Linked DNA regions of Danio rerio: regions 1 and 2 are each linked to region 3. Evidence: chromatin contacts called from public HiCAR-type and Micro-C data. All regions are on one chromosome and are shown on one strand. The core of a region is the stretch at or near the end of the contact, and the rest is flanking DNA. Distances in the headings are between cores, read along the strand shown. Region 1 holds the start of nopchap1 (NOP protein chaperone 1). Region 2 holds the start of kics2 (KICSTOR subunit 2). Region 3 holds the start of hcfc2 (host cell factor C2).

Region 1 (4,913 bases), core at 1,645-4,144, 140 kb before region 3:
TATGCAATCTTGGTGGTCCTCCAGGAACATGGTTGAGAAACACTGCTTTTACTGTAATCCTCATTTAGACTAAAACATCTCCACAGACCCATGAAATGTTCCTTGCTTGACTCCACCAGCTTACAATCACCAGTCTGTGCTCTTTCCAAACAAAAGCAATCCTGGATTGCTTCTATATTTCAACCACAAGCACAGAAATGGCCGCAAAAGTCTCTCAGATTAATGCCAATAGGCAGAACGTTCATTCTGCCTCTTTCTCCAGCATCTGTATGTTGGCCTTTCTCTTTCGGTCACCTGGAAGTTTGAGTGTCTTTGCTGTGACCGTTTGCAGCTCTTCCTCTGAACTGTCTTCCTCAGAACTTGATGATGACTCTTCATCCTCTTCACTGCTGTCTGATTCCTCCAGCTCAACCAGAGCCACGTCCTGCAGAGCAAAACACATCGGGTCATTCATGGAAAAAAAGTGGAATTAAATTATTATTGGACACTTGCTGACGTGATGAGATCAGACAAACCATCTCAATGACTTTCTCTGCGTCCTCCACCGTCTCGATGTTAAAGAAACCCGCGGGAGCTTCTTCCATCTGCTGCCTTAAAGACTCGTTAGCCTGAGCCATTTGGGGAAGGAAATTCTGCAATCGGTCCAAGACTAGCACAAAAAAAACACACAATTTATATGTTATATGAGTGGAAAAGCCGCTTTGTAGCATGAAAGGTCATTTCATTAGATTCAAATTGTAAGATTTAAGAGTTTAAAAAGTGTCTGTCATACATTTTTACAAGAATTTAAATAATAAACCAACAAGAAGTTAAATATTTGATGAGATATTCAAAATACTAATCATATTACTTATACTAAATCATAACTATAGTTATTAATTTACTATAGTTTTAAATTTAGCCACATCCTTCAAAACTTTAAAAAATTTCTTTTGACAAAACTGTATTGTCAAAAAAAAAAAAACATTGATCATTTTAAATCTACACATCGATATGTCGTATGATATTTTTTTCCTTTTATATAAGTGAATAAATGAGTATAAATTTAATATATGCTTTCTATGTATTGATGATCACTTTTGGAAATGTAATAATTGTGATGGGGGACACGTGGCTCAGCACTGTCACCTCACAGCAAGTAGGTCGCTGGTTCGAGCCCTGGCTGGGTCAGTTGGCATTTCTGTGTGGAGTTTGCATGTTCTCCCCGTGTTCCTCCTGTTTCCCCCACAGTCCAAAGGCATGCGCTATAGGTAAACTGAATAAACTAAATTGGATGTAGTGTATGAGTGTGAATGCAAGAGTGTTTGGGTGTTTCCCAGTGCTGGGTTGCAGCTGGAAGGGCATCTGCTGTGAAAAACATATACTGGATAAGTTGGTGGTTCATTCTGCAGTGGCAAACCCTGATAAATAAAGGGACCAAGCCGAAGGAAAATGAATGAATAAGTTGATGTGGACACCAAAAGTCTTTGAGTTACATGCATAATCTCATTATACTGGTTATGCATTAAATATAGCATTAGAAATGTCATAAATAACTGCAAATACATATATATGTTGAATATGTGTGTGTCTGTGTGTATATACACATACACCCACACACACACATATATATGTGTGTGTGTGTTTATGTATATATACAAACACACAAGTTGTATATATACAAAGAGAGAGAGAGAGAGAGAGAGAGAGAGAGAGAGAGAGAGAGAGAGAGAGAGAGAGAGAGTTGATGACATGAATGTACTTACCATTACTTCTGGAAACTCTTTCCGTTTTCAGGGAAGCACCTTTAGAGTTCAATAACAGTTTCTCGTGGATTCCTGGAGATGGCAGTTTATAATTTATTTTAAATGACATTATACAATGCAAAAATTATAAAAGTTAAAAAATAATTAATCTGAAATATAGCTTGAATGTGAAATAAAAGGCATTCTTTGACACAATGACTGAATTAAGGTAAAGTTGGTTTTATGTTCACACATTCTGCCTTTCTCCTTAATATCATTTCAGAGAAGTATTATTTGTCAATTCTAAATAGTGAAATCATACCAGCAGCCGATGACTATCAACATACAACATTGTTCACAGTCAATTTCAATAGTGCTAATGTTGTTTTGAAGTCATTCTCACATGTGATTTCAGACCAAATATTCAAAGTATAAATATAGGGAGCAGATCACAAGTTGTCACTGAAGAATGTGCCAATTAACCACAATAATGACTGAAAATGATTGTTCACTGAACGTTCATGATGCTGTTGTTCAGCATGAATACCTTGAGGAGTTAAAGATATGAAATATCATCCGGTATTTTAGGCTCTGTATTAGCTAAAAGCCAAAATGTATATCTTTTGAGTCCAAAATCATATTTGGCTATGATGCAAATAAGTAAATAAAAAGAATCACATGTAAAATATATAGATTAATGTCAATTAAATAAACAATTCACTTATATTTTTACAATCTGAATAGATTTTATGTATATATTTATATCGATTTCCACAACGAATACACTTGAGTTCATATCAGGACTATGTTAGGTTTAATTCCTGCACATCTGAATAAGTTAGACAATCTTACATTTTACTTTAACAGTTAACAATTACAATTAGACACGTGAAAATATACAAATCGCTTATTAATAATAACATACCAAACGCAAAAGCAAATCCATACAAGACAGTAAACGAATTTATCTTCATTTGTAACGTTAAACTAGCTAACTTAGCGTAAAATCATGTCTTTTTTCTTTAAAGAATGTCTCACCTTTTCCATTGCCACAAGTCAGCAAGTCCTTAGAAGAGGTTGCTTTTTTGGTACAGTTTTGTGTTTGAGCCATGTTTATTCCCTCACATGCACAAACTTTCTAGTATCCCCATGTGTTTACAACATAATAACTTCCGTGTTGAAGGGTCGAGCTTCCTCTAGCGCCCTCTGGAGTTTTGGGTGTACGTGCCTTATAATCATAATAGTCATTAAAATAACAGATAAAACACCCTAAAACACTTTACTGTATTGTATTAATTCTAGCTAAAATTACAATTGCTCAACTGTAGTATCTTAAATGCCTAAATTATTAAACGTATGGCTGTATTATAAAAAGGTATGGCTGTATTTGCATGGACATGACTTGTTTTTCTTGTTACTATTTTGACAATTTGACCTAATTACACAGGATGACCTCACTGGTATTCACCTCGTCGTACTTGTTTGACAACGTGCCCTTCTTTCTAAGAGATGAACATAATTATAAATATTTAAATGTATTGTATTTAAAAAAACAAAAGAGTTTTGCCATGTAATAAATAGTTTTTAATAAAAATTGGTCAATTATTGTCCAATATTGTAGATCTAAAACCTCCCATTATTTGACATTATTTATAAGACTTTTCTTTTTTTAATTTAAAAACTTTTATTTTGAAGTGCACGCTCGCTCCCGCGGCTGTCGCAGTGCACGGCATTGATGACGTGCAGCCGCTGTCACAGAGCTCCAGTCCGACGTTTAGGGAAGAAGCAAAAACTCGCTTCGACGGAGCGGAAAATACCACGGTAAATATATTCAGCTGTAATCTTTACACCATTCGAAGAGTTTAATAACGTCTAACACACGTTAAATAAAGCGCTGGTTTAATTTGACAGGCTTTGAAGTTCATTTGATGAATTGTTAATGTTGACTCTCAGTCAGCTGGAGAATATTTAGGATGCTTTGAGATGATTCCAACACACAAGTCAACTACGCACAGGTGTAGTAGACCTATAATTAAGTAGGTTTTGGTAACCATAAGGCATATAACCTTCACAAAGCTGGTTTGTTCTTATAGTTTGTCAAACTGAAAATACAGTCCGTCCTCTTCCTGCCTCTGCATCACATACATAATACATTAAAATATCTCAAGTCCTATAAAATGTATAGGTTTAGTTTTTGAAATGTATTGGTTAAGTTTTTTTTCTGATAACAATATCGTATGTGTTTGTGTATCTTCGTTCTGGTTTCTGAAAGCTTATATTGTTCCATTGACTTTGTTTACAAACATTTGCATGTGATTCAGTATGTGTTGTTTATTGATGTGACTGTTTGATAATATTAGGAAACACTGCTTCATCTTGTTATAGATTATTTATTTATTATTTGTAATGTAACATTTCTAGTAGTGATATATTTATTTTTAGCATTGTCACTTTATTAAATTGCAATCTTAAAGGAATAGTTTTTACTTAAAAAATAATATAAATGTTAAAGTGTTTCAAATTGTTTTTATTTGTCGAGATATTTTTTTTAGCATTTTAACTTTATTAAATTGTAATCCTAAAGCTTAAGTTTGTTACTTATAACTTCACAATTATCATGCAATGCCCCCCAAATACACATGAAAATATTACTGACATTATTCCGAAACTTAAGTTTGTTGCTCAAAATAATTGATGTCAGTAAGTTTAAGATGGTTTACTAAACATTATAACCTCTTTCTAACAGATGCATTCATAAAATTCCTGTTTTGATTTGGCTGTGCTCTTTTTTGCTTAAGTTTCTTTTATTATTTGTGTTTGATTTATTTGTTTTTCAGCATTCATTTTATTAAATTGTAAACTTAAAGTTACAGTTTTTTTACTTAAAAAATATACAAATGTTCTTCAAATTTACTTTATTTTTCCACATATTTTATTTGTAACTTTGCAATTATCCTGCATTTTCCTGCCAAATACTCATATACAATTATTACCTACATTGTTCAGAAACTTAAACCCAGGTTTGTTGCACAAAAGAATTGACGTCAGTAAGTTTTATATTGTGTACTGAACATTATAACTTCACTCTAACAGATTAATTCATAAACATTCCTGTGTTGATTTGGCTGTGCTCTGTTTTGCTTTAGTTTCTTTTATCGTTTATATATGATTTATTTTATTTTTTAGCAT
Region 2 (4,562 bases), core at 1,503-4,002, 160 kb after region 3:
CACTTTCTAATAATTTTGACAGTAAAAATAGCTCCTAATTTAAATTTGTTATAAAGTATTACAGTAATATTATAATTTATTCCACATAAAAATGAGGTGAAAGCAAGGTATTACTCTGGTATATAATTGTGATATTTCACTAGAAGACTGCATAAGCATAATAGCATGAAATTTTAAACAAAAATACATCTATAACAAAATGATTGCAATTATAAAACTTAATAAATCATCATAATGGTGTAATACCATAACTAATTTAAATTTGTTTATTTGGATTTTATCTTTTTATGTGAGCACATCTTATAAGTAGCCTCAAAATTGTAGCTTTCTGTCATAACTTATTTAGGCATTTTATTTATTTAATATGCTTTGATGCTTTGATGTCTTAGTATGTCTATTTAAATGTAATAATATCTCACAATTTATGCCTATTTTTTGTTTCTTTGTTATCGGTTCATTTAATTTCTGCATTTTTAAAGTATATATTTATTATGACTCTGTATCTCATAACTTGTTTATTTTTACATAAATCTTATTTAATAATTTACGCTTTTTATATTATAATCATATTACCATTTTTTCCTTACAGAACAGTACAGTGAACATAATTTTGTTACAACCTTTGTGATAATTTGTTTGTTTTTATCTCATAATTAGGACTGTTAAAAATCTGTTATGACTCTGTATCTCATAACTTTTATTCATTTTTTTATATCTTAATAATTTTGGCTTTTCATATTATAATCATATTACCATTTTGTCCTTACAGAACAGTACAGTAAACACTTCCCTGATACCTAGTTTCTGCCTGAGGAAAGTCATGTACTGGTAGGCTTTTTTAATTCTTTTATATCAGAATTCTTTTATATTTGGCTTTTCATATTATAATATTACCATTTTTTTCCTTACAGAACACTAAAGTAAACGTAATCTTGTTATAACCTTTATGATAATTTGTTTAGTTTTTTTTTTTATCTCATAACTAGAACTGTCATAGTTGTGAAAATGAACTTCTTTAATGTTTAATTTTAAAATTAAACCGGATATAAACCAACTTCACGCCAATATTTAATCTCCACATTTTTAAAATCCAATTATTATGATTCAGTATCTCATAACTTTTATTCATTTTTTCATAATTTATTTTAGAATTTTGGCTTTTTTTTATTATAAATATTATTACATTTTTTTTCCTTACAGAACAATACAGTAAATGCTTCTTTGATAAACTGTTAAACCAAAAGTTAAGGTAACTCAAACCATTTAAGTTCAACTAATCCTAATGAGTACTGCGAACTTAATCCATTTCAGTAAACAAAGCAATTTGAGCACAGTAAACCCCAATAAATGAAGAGAACTCAAACCAACTGAGTACTTTAAAACCTAACAAATTAAGGTAAATCAAACCATTTGAGGAAACCAATTACTACAAACCACTGAAGTTAAAAAACTTATCTATTTGAGTACTGTGAACTTCATTTAAGTTGAAGTAATGGGGTACTTAATTACTTCATAACCTTCAACACTGAGTTCAAAACTCTTTTCAGATGAGTAGAATTTAACTTTCGGTAAATTTCAAGTAAACTACACTCATTTCATTTGATGAAGTGGACTGTTTTACAGTGTACTGAGTTTCTGTTTAATGAAAGTCATGTTATGGTAGGCTTTCTCATACATTTTATTTCATAATTTTGACTTTGTCATAACTTTAGGCATTTTGATTTATTATAAATTCATACATTTTATTTCATAATTATGTCTTAGTATGTAGATCTAAATCTACTAATATCCACAATTTCATGCCGATGTTTTGTTACTTTATCTATTCATTGCACTTTTTGAGGTAAACATGTTTTTATATTTGCACATTCAGACTCTGGCACTAAAAAAATAATAGAAAAGCAGAATTTAAAAAGGTTAAAGCAGTAAGGACTTACTCTTATGAAAACGTGACAACGGTCCCTATATTGTTTACCACACTACTTTGAATATTCAGTCTTAAATCGCATGCAAGAATGACCTCAAAACAACCTTAACACTATTTAATTGACTGTGTGTGAACAATGTTGTACTGTAATAGGCATTGGCTGCGTGCTAATATGACTTTTAGAACAATATTATTAATATTACTTAGAACTTTATCCCCAATAATTAATTCTCAATTATGTTATAAATCTAATAAGGCCTAATTATGACTCATAATTCATAACTTTTATTTAATAATTATGGCTTTTCATATTGTAATCATATACCCGTTTTCCCCTTACAGAACAGTAAACGCTTCACTGATACCTAGTTTTTGGCCGAGGAAAGTCATGTTATGGTAGGCTTTCTCTGCGGCCGCCAGGTGCGCGAGGGCGGCCAGCAGAGACCCCCAAATGGCCCCTGCGCTCTTACTGGCGTCCTTCTCCTTCTCCACATAATCCTTCGCCCTGTCGAACCAGAACATTCCGAGCTGAGTGAAGAAACTCTCCAGCACGGCTCTCTCTTTCGGGACCGGCCGCAGTTCCTCATCGCGCTGCGGGTCACACATGATAATATGGAGAACTCACGAATGCTGATCATTAACGCGACAGTTATTAAACGACCGCTGAAAACGTATGCTGTGAGCGGTGTGTAGTGCCCGACAGTCTAAAAGTCCAAAACAATCCACACCAGCCAATTCAAAGGGATTCAAAAGGTCTTCTGTTGATAAAATGCACATTCTTAGTGGTGAACGCCACCATGACACTTTTCAACAACAACACTACGGCGCGCCGAAGGAGACAAATGTGTTTTGAAACGCGGATTCTGGTTCTTGTGGCGTTGACTTAATAATAACAATAACAATAATAATAATAAAGTAGTGAATTTATCTGTACGTGTTGTAGACTAGAGACTGTTACCAAGTTTCATGTTTGTCAGACAGAATCTGTATGGAGCTAATAATATGCCAACACAATCTGAATTTGAATTGTGTTCATTTGAATTAATGACAATTGTAATTTAATAAATCTGAATTGTTATATGCTGTTAAAAAAAATTTGAATTTGAATTTCGTAGTTTAAACTTGAATATTACCCATCTGAAATTTAAGACCACTGAATTTTTCAAGGCAGATTTTTTTCAGACTTCAGGTTTTTTGTGTGTGTTCTGAATTCACAGACTGCAGATATTTGGTTTGTAAAAATACAGTTTCAAGTTTTCAAGATGAAGAAATTCAGAACATCAAATTCAATATCATAAAATTCAAAACCAGAAATTCAGATCTTGAAATTAAAATTCAGCAGAAATTAGGTCAGGGGTCATCCACAGGGAAGAGTAGACGATCACTGAAAAGTCAAACGAAGCATTTTGGCTAATCACTGAGCTGCGTGAGTTTACTGGTGTATGTGAGGCTCAGTCAGGAGGACACAATTCTTCTGCAAACTGACTATCAGGGCTCAGCTATTTTCAGTAGTTTGTGTAATAAATATAGGCATGCTTCAGTAAAGCAAATTCATATATTTAATTTAATTACATCAATTTATATTTACGTTTTTTTTTTTGGTGTTTTGAGGGATAAAAAGCTGATTCTGACCTCAGATGTTTCCAAATATTTAAAAATATTACATTATTTTAACTAAAATTCATTGAGACCAAATGTCCAGTGGGTGGCGCCAAATCTCTATCTTTATCACTGAATTGTTCATTCAGATTCGTTCGAATCGGCTTAATTATAAATGAAATAATTGACTCATTATAAATGACTCGCTTAGATATTTTTTTTTTTTGTTAACCTCATTTGTTAAGTGCTTAAAACTTTGTTTTAAATGGTAACAACATAAGAGGTGTTGAAAAGTCTATATTGTTGTAAATAGCGTACAGGGAAAGCCACTTGATGAGTTTTCAACATAACGTTTGTTTTATGTGACCCGACATCGAAAGCAGCCTTGAAAAATTCAGTTGTCTTAAATTTCAGATGTTTAACATTCAGGTTATGAAATTCAAATTGAGAAATTCTAATTCAAAACAATTTTAACAGCATATGAAATTTCAGATTTATTAAATTACAATGGTCAATAATTCAAAGGAACACAATTCAAATTCAAATTGTTTTGGCATATCATCATCTCCATAAACCTTAAGCTCGGAGGAGCAGATGGAAAAATGCTCTGGTAGTTCCTAACAGATGAGTCGTATTTTAGTGGCAAAGAAAAAGCTGACGCTCAAGACTGCCAGCCAGTCTTGTGCATTTGAAAAATGTACACAAGGCAGATGACAAACAGTTGCTCCACAATTCGCTCTTGTGGCCAAAGAGTGTAATAGCATTAATAAAGTAAAATAACTCAGAGGTTAATATTTGATTTATTAGGGGTCGCCACAGAAGATTGAATCTATTATTATTATTATTATTAATGCTTAAAGAAAATCACAACACAAATAAAAGGTTGCCAGAGAGCACAGAAAAGTACAGTTCAGCAAAAAGAAAAGATAAGAAACCTAAGAGTGACCCCTAATGTTTCTCAAACATCAGACTTCAAACTAAATATCAAAAAATCTGTTTTGCAAAATATGCTTTTTTACTGCCTATGTGTCAACCA
Region 3 (4,698 bases), core at 807-3,306:
TGGCTTAATATTTAATACTGAGAGTTAAACACTGAAGAGGAAATCAGATTAAAAAAAGATATATATTTTTAAAACACTTCTGTACAGCCTAAAGTGGCATTTAAAGGCTTAACTAGGTTATCTAGGCAGGTTGGGGTAATTAGGCAGTAGACTATCGAAAAATATATAGCTTAAAGGGGCTGATAATATTGACCTTAAAATGTTTTTTTAGAAAAACAAAAACTGCTTTTATAAGACTTTCTCCAGAAGGAAAAATATCAGACACACTGTGTAAATTTCCTTGCTCTATTAAACATCCTTTGTGAATCATTTAAATAAGAAAAAAATAAAAAGGGGGCTAATAATTCTGACTTCAATTGTGTGTATATATATTTATTTTTTGAGACATTACTTGTTTCCAATGACATTGGAGGTGTGCAAACTCCTGGGTAGTGGCAATTGACCTCTGGTTGGAGGCAATGACCATGTCATAGTCTCTGAAATAAATAAAACATAAGTGTGGAGTAAGTTAATTAATATGTAATAAACAGACTATATATGGGTTTGATATTCTGAAATGCCTCACCAATGTCTAACTGCCACAAATCATTCAGTCTGTCCCCACACATGCCCCCAAAGATGTAAAGCCTCGGTGAACTGCCACCCTTTCCACAGTACACCACAGAACTATGGGACTCCCTTGCTGATGGGCCTCCACCTTTAGTTTCAGGAACGTTCCAGCCTTTAACACCGGATTGGGCCTGCAGCTCCAGCTCATAAAAGTCGTCCAGATACCTGCATAATGCCACAAAAGTACAACATCCATGTAAGTATGCATATGTTGCTGAGTTTGACATAGGGCTGTGCAATATGACAATATATGGACTAAATAAAAAGTCTATCATTTCATATTATGCTCTCTCTTTAATTTTTCACCAATTCAAGTATTCATTTTACAGAAATGATACTATATCAGGATATTTATTATTATTAGGATACGAGACAACTTACATCATGATGTGAGATATTTGTCATATCGCCCAGTCCTAGTTTGACATTATGTTTTGCATACACAACTGCTCACCGTGGTATATTTCCATTCGGGTCCTCACTGTCATTGGCCATTCCTCCAAAAAGGTAACACTTATTAGCATGAAGAGTGAAGCTGTGGCCAATTCGTGGGCATGGAAGCGATCCGTTCTTTGGTGGACGGGGCTTTAGTTTCTTCCACAGCCATCGACTGGCCTAAAAGAAGCGATATAAATTTAGGACCCTCCTATTTAACAACCATAAACTCTTAATGCTTTAATTTTGGTATCAAATAAATGTTATTTCATCACCTGCAGTTCATAGAGACTGTTAGTGTACTGGCCAAACTCAACCATCCCTCCAAACACCAATATCCGTGTGCCTTCACAAACAAAGCCATGAGCGGCACAGCCAGGTGGGATATCTCCTCTCACTGCAGGCAGGAACCACTGCTTGGTCACTGAAAAATTTTAATATTTGCATTAATAAGCTGCATAATGTATTGCTTATGTGATATCAATACTGTTATATTAATATAAAAAACAATGTTAAGGCATGTCTAACTATTTTAATGCAAAATAATAAACATTTCCAGCTATTTGATGATATAGTACCAAAGACTGAAAGGGATTCATTCATTCCAGTGAACTACATATAATCTCAAGTTACGCCTCCACATGCGAATATGCATATCTTATGTTGTTTTATAAACAATGCATGCACTCTGTTGTGTAGTACGAATGCAGTTGTTGTCTATCTAGTGCCCTACCTGAGTTATAAACATGCAGATCGGTCGCAATTCCCTCGTTTCCACCACCAAACACAACCAGCAGCTCTCTTATGGCCACGGCCCGGTGCCCGTGCCTCGCCCTCGGAACAGGTCCAGCGTAGGACCGAACCCTTTTCCATAGGGGACCCTTTTTAATCATAATGGGCTATGGGTTTAATTACATATAGGTTTGTTTATGCACAATTGCATTGCATTAAAAGAGTACAGCATGCAAACAGTTCGAATCACTTCCCCGTGCCTAAAAAAATCGACTGTGATTGGCCTGACGCATGTCATGTGATCAGAACGCGGTGCACTTTCGACCAATCAGAGACGTGTTCTTCTTAAGCCCCTCCCCTTTCGTCCAGCCAGTAAATAAGCCCCGGGGGCCAGTAAAATGCTAGTTGTTAAAATTTAATTATTTACTTTTTTACAATTAATAATTTGCGACGGAGTATGTAAAAAATACAGTTTAATGCATTACAGTAATTCTGTAGAAAATGAAAGAAAAAGGTTCGAGCCCCCCCAGGATGCAGCAAGTTGGTGCATATGGGGGCCCTTGGAAATGTGTTGAAAACAACAACTATAAAGTGTTAAAAAGCATAAACATTATACATATTTTTATGTAATAAAAATGTAATTAAACAGTAATACAAAAATATGATTATATGCTTTGAATAAACCATACAAAGATTAAAGTAAATGCAAAACAGATAAAGCTAAATAGATGACCACAATTTATGATTAACAAATAAATCAAGAATAAATTAGTATTCCATAGCATTAGTATTAGAATTAGTATTCTTACTATTATAATATAATAGTAACTTAAGGAAACTAAAACTTTGTCAAATAATATTAGACCTATTTTTCTTAGAACCAGTTGGGTCTTTATACACACCTTTTAGGGTTCCTCAACATTGGAGGTTCATAGCATCTTAAAAGAATGAATAATTAATGATTATAATAATGATTATAATAAATGCTTATTATTATTATTATTATGCTGTTATAGACACAGAACAAAAATATTTTTAATAATCCAGCACCTTATATGATACTTCAGCATGAATATTCCATATGTTCTTTCTACATTTGTGTACTGTTATTTTTATTTTTTATTTAAACATGACACCCACCAAACTGTAATTAAATGTAAGTTTCAAATTGCATAATATTTAAAATATATGTCTATTTCAGGCATATTTAAAAAAATAATTAAATGATTAAAATGAAACATTTAAAATCATCACATCATTATTTAGCATGATCATATGTTTTGTACATGTTTTTAATATGCTTTTTGTCACAGTTGTAATATCTCAGCCGACACCTAGAGGTCAGCAAAATGCTGTAAGGATTTATGAATTTCAGAAGCATGGCGAATTAGGAATGATTTTGCAGACATACCATAAACGCTAGACGTTATGGATCATTATTAATTTAGACACAGCCAGATTCGCTCAGAAAACAATATATTCTTCAATGAAACCTAAATACCCTTTTTTGCCCGAGGAAAATCTGGCTGTGACATTCAGAGGTATATTGTCTGAGTGAAAGTATTAAGTTGTTTTATGTGTAAGTTTGTTTGTTTTTCAACGAGGGAAAATATTTCCTCTGAGATATGTTATACAGGAAGACATTTCACACTTTTAAAGCAGTGTTTTACATTTAAATGACATTTACTTGGTGTATCTATGTATTTAAAAAAATGCTAGTTTCCAAGTTTGTAGCATATATTTTATTTACTGTTACTTGTTATTCAAACGCGCTCATGCTGATTACACCACTGATGACCCGGAAGTTTAGCTCGTTAAAACGCTAGCTTACGTTGCTAATTAAGTAGCGAAAGTAATTTACGAAAATGAACAACGATTTTACAAGAAATAAAGTTTAAAAACGTGTTTACTTAATGGTCTAGTTATGGTACTCCTAACCAATGGTTTTTGTTATATTAATGACCTTATAGTAGCCGTATTTGGAGTAAAACATTGGTTATACAAATGGAAACCAGTAGGCTTTGACAATATCTATGGTTACTACCCATTTACTATATTTATAGCCTACTAAAATAATGTTTAATTTTTGTTTTAGTGTAGGGTTTGTGAGTGTAAAAACAAATAACAGTGGTGTGAGAAAGTTGTAATCTTTACAACACAATCTTTACATTTTTAGAAATTATTTTTAATCTTATTTATTTTATATTATTAATCAAACATTTCTACATTTTTTATCAAACATTGTTCATATTTCTCACCAAAAAGTGAGCAATATGATCACACAAACGTATGAGTACATTTCTGAGTGTATACTTTGCAATGTGAAAAAGAAATCGACATTTACATGCGGTCAATAGATTGAATTTACAGAAATAGTGATATGTCGTCTTGTAGATTGTTATTAGGATATGGCACTTATATTATGATGTGAGATATTTGTCATATCGGCCAGCCCTAGTTTGACATGATGTTTGCATTTAAAATACTTAAATAAAATATACTAAAATCATGTTTAATTTTTGTAAAGTGTGTGCTACATGAGTGTAGAACAGGGGTCACCAATCTTGGTCCTGGAGGGCCGATATCCCTGCAGGTTTTAGCTCCAACTTGCTTCAACACACCTGCCTGGATGTTTCAAGTATACCTAGTAAGACCTTGAGCTTGTTCAGGTGTGTTTGATTAGGGTTGGAGCTAAAATCTGCAGGACACCAACCCTCCAGGAACAAGTTTGGTGACCTCTGGTGTAGAAGCATGAATAACAGCGTAGTGAGAAAGTTGTAATCTTGATAATACAATGTTTATATTTTATGTTATTATTAATCTTATTTATTTTATATTTCTACATTATCAATCAAAAAATGCCCTAAAGTTCTAAGTAAAGTGAGAAATTTGATCACTCGCATCACACATTTTATATAGATT

What was found. Hi-C and Micro-C count contacts between places; a contact is called where the count stands out from the background. HiCAR-type assays count read pairs that join an accessible place to other places.
Region 1: a HiCAR-type map of caudal fin shows a contact between it and region 3, with 4 times the contacts expected there. The contact joins the promoter of nopchap1 here to the promoter of hcfc2 in region 3. A contact is called at or near these places in 2 of 18 Hi-C or Micro-C datasets (both in embryo) and 2 of 4 datasets of contacts at active chromatin or transcription factors (caudal fin and embryo).
Region 2: a contact with region 3 is called in a Micro-C map of caudal fin, with 6 times the contacts expected there. The contact joins the promoter of kics2 here to the promoter of hcfc2 in region 3. A contact is called at or near these places in 3 of 18 Hi-C or Micro-C datasets (caudal fin, hematopoietic stem cells and an unstated tissue).

What each region holds. Positions count from the first base shown.
Region 1 is chr4:9,612,063-9,616,975 of GRCz12tu, forward strand. It overlaps nopchap1 (NOP protein chaperone 1), which reads right to left and starts at 2,895. Exons shown (of 4, transcript NM_001201412.1): 1 at 2,763-2,895; 2 at 1,746-1,817; 3 at 516-649; 4 at 1-424. The coding sequence starts at 2,835. The coding sequence ends at 242. slc41a2b (solute carrier family 41 member 2b) reads left to right here and starts at 3,489. Exons shown (of 17, transcript XR_012401816.1): 1 at 3,489-3,545.
Region 2 is chr4:9,911,874-9,916,435 of GRCz12tu, forward strand. It overlaps kics2 (KICSTOR subunit 2), which reads right to left and starts at 2,753. Exons shown (of 3, transcript NM_001030090.3): 1 at 2,293-2,753. The coding sequence starts at 2,533. It overlaps LOC101884274 (a long non-coding RNA gene), which reads left to right. Exons shown (of 5, transcript XR_012401897.1): 4 at 770-828.
Region 3 is chr4:9,754,383-9,759,080 of GRCz12tu, forward strand. hcfc2 (host cell factor C2) reads right to left here and starts at 2,057. Exons shown (of 14, transcript NM_001327839.1): 1 at 1,778-2,057; 2 at 1,320-1,468; 3 at 1,064-1,224; 4 at 566-774; 5 at 392-476. The coding sequence starts at 1,937. LOC141381590 (a long non-coding RNA gene) reads left to right here and starts at 3,150. Exons shown (of 6, transcript XR_012401887.1): 1 at 3,150-3,317.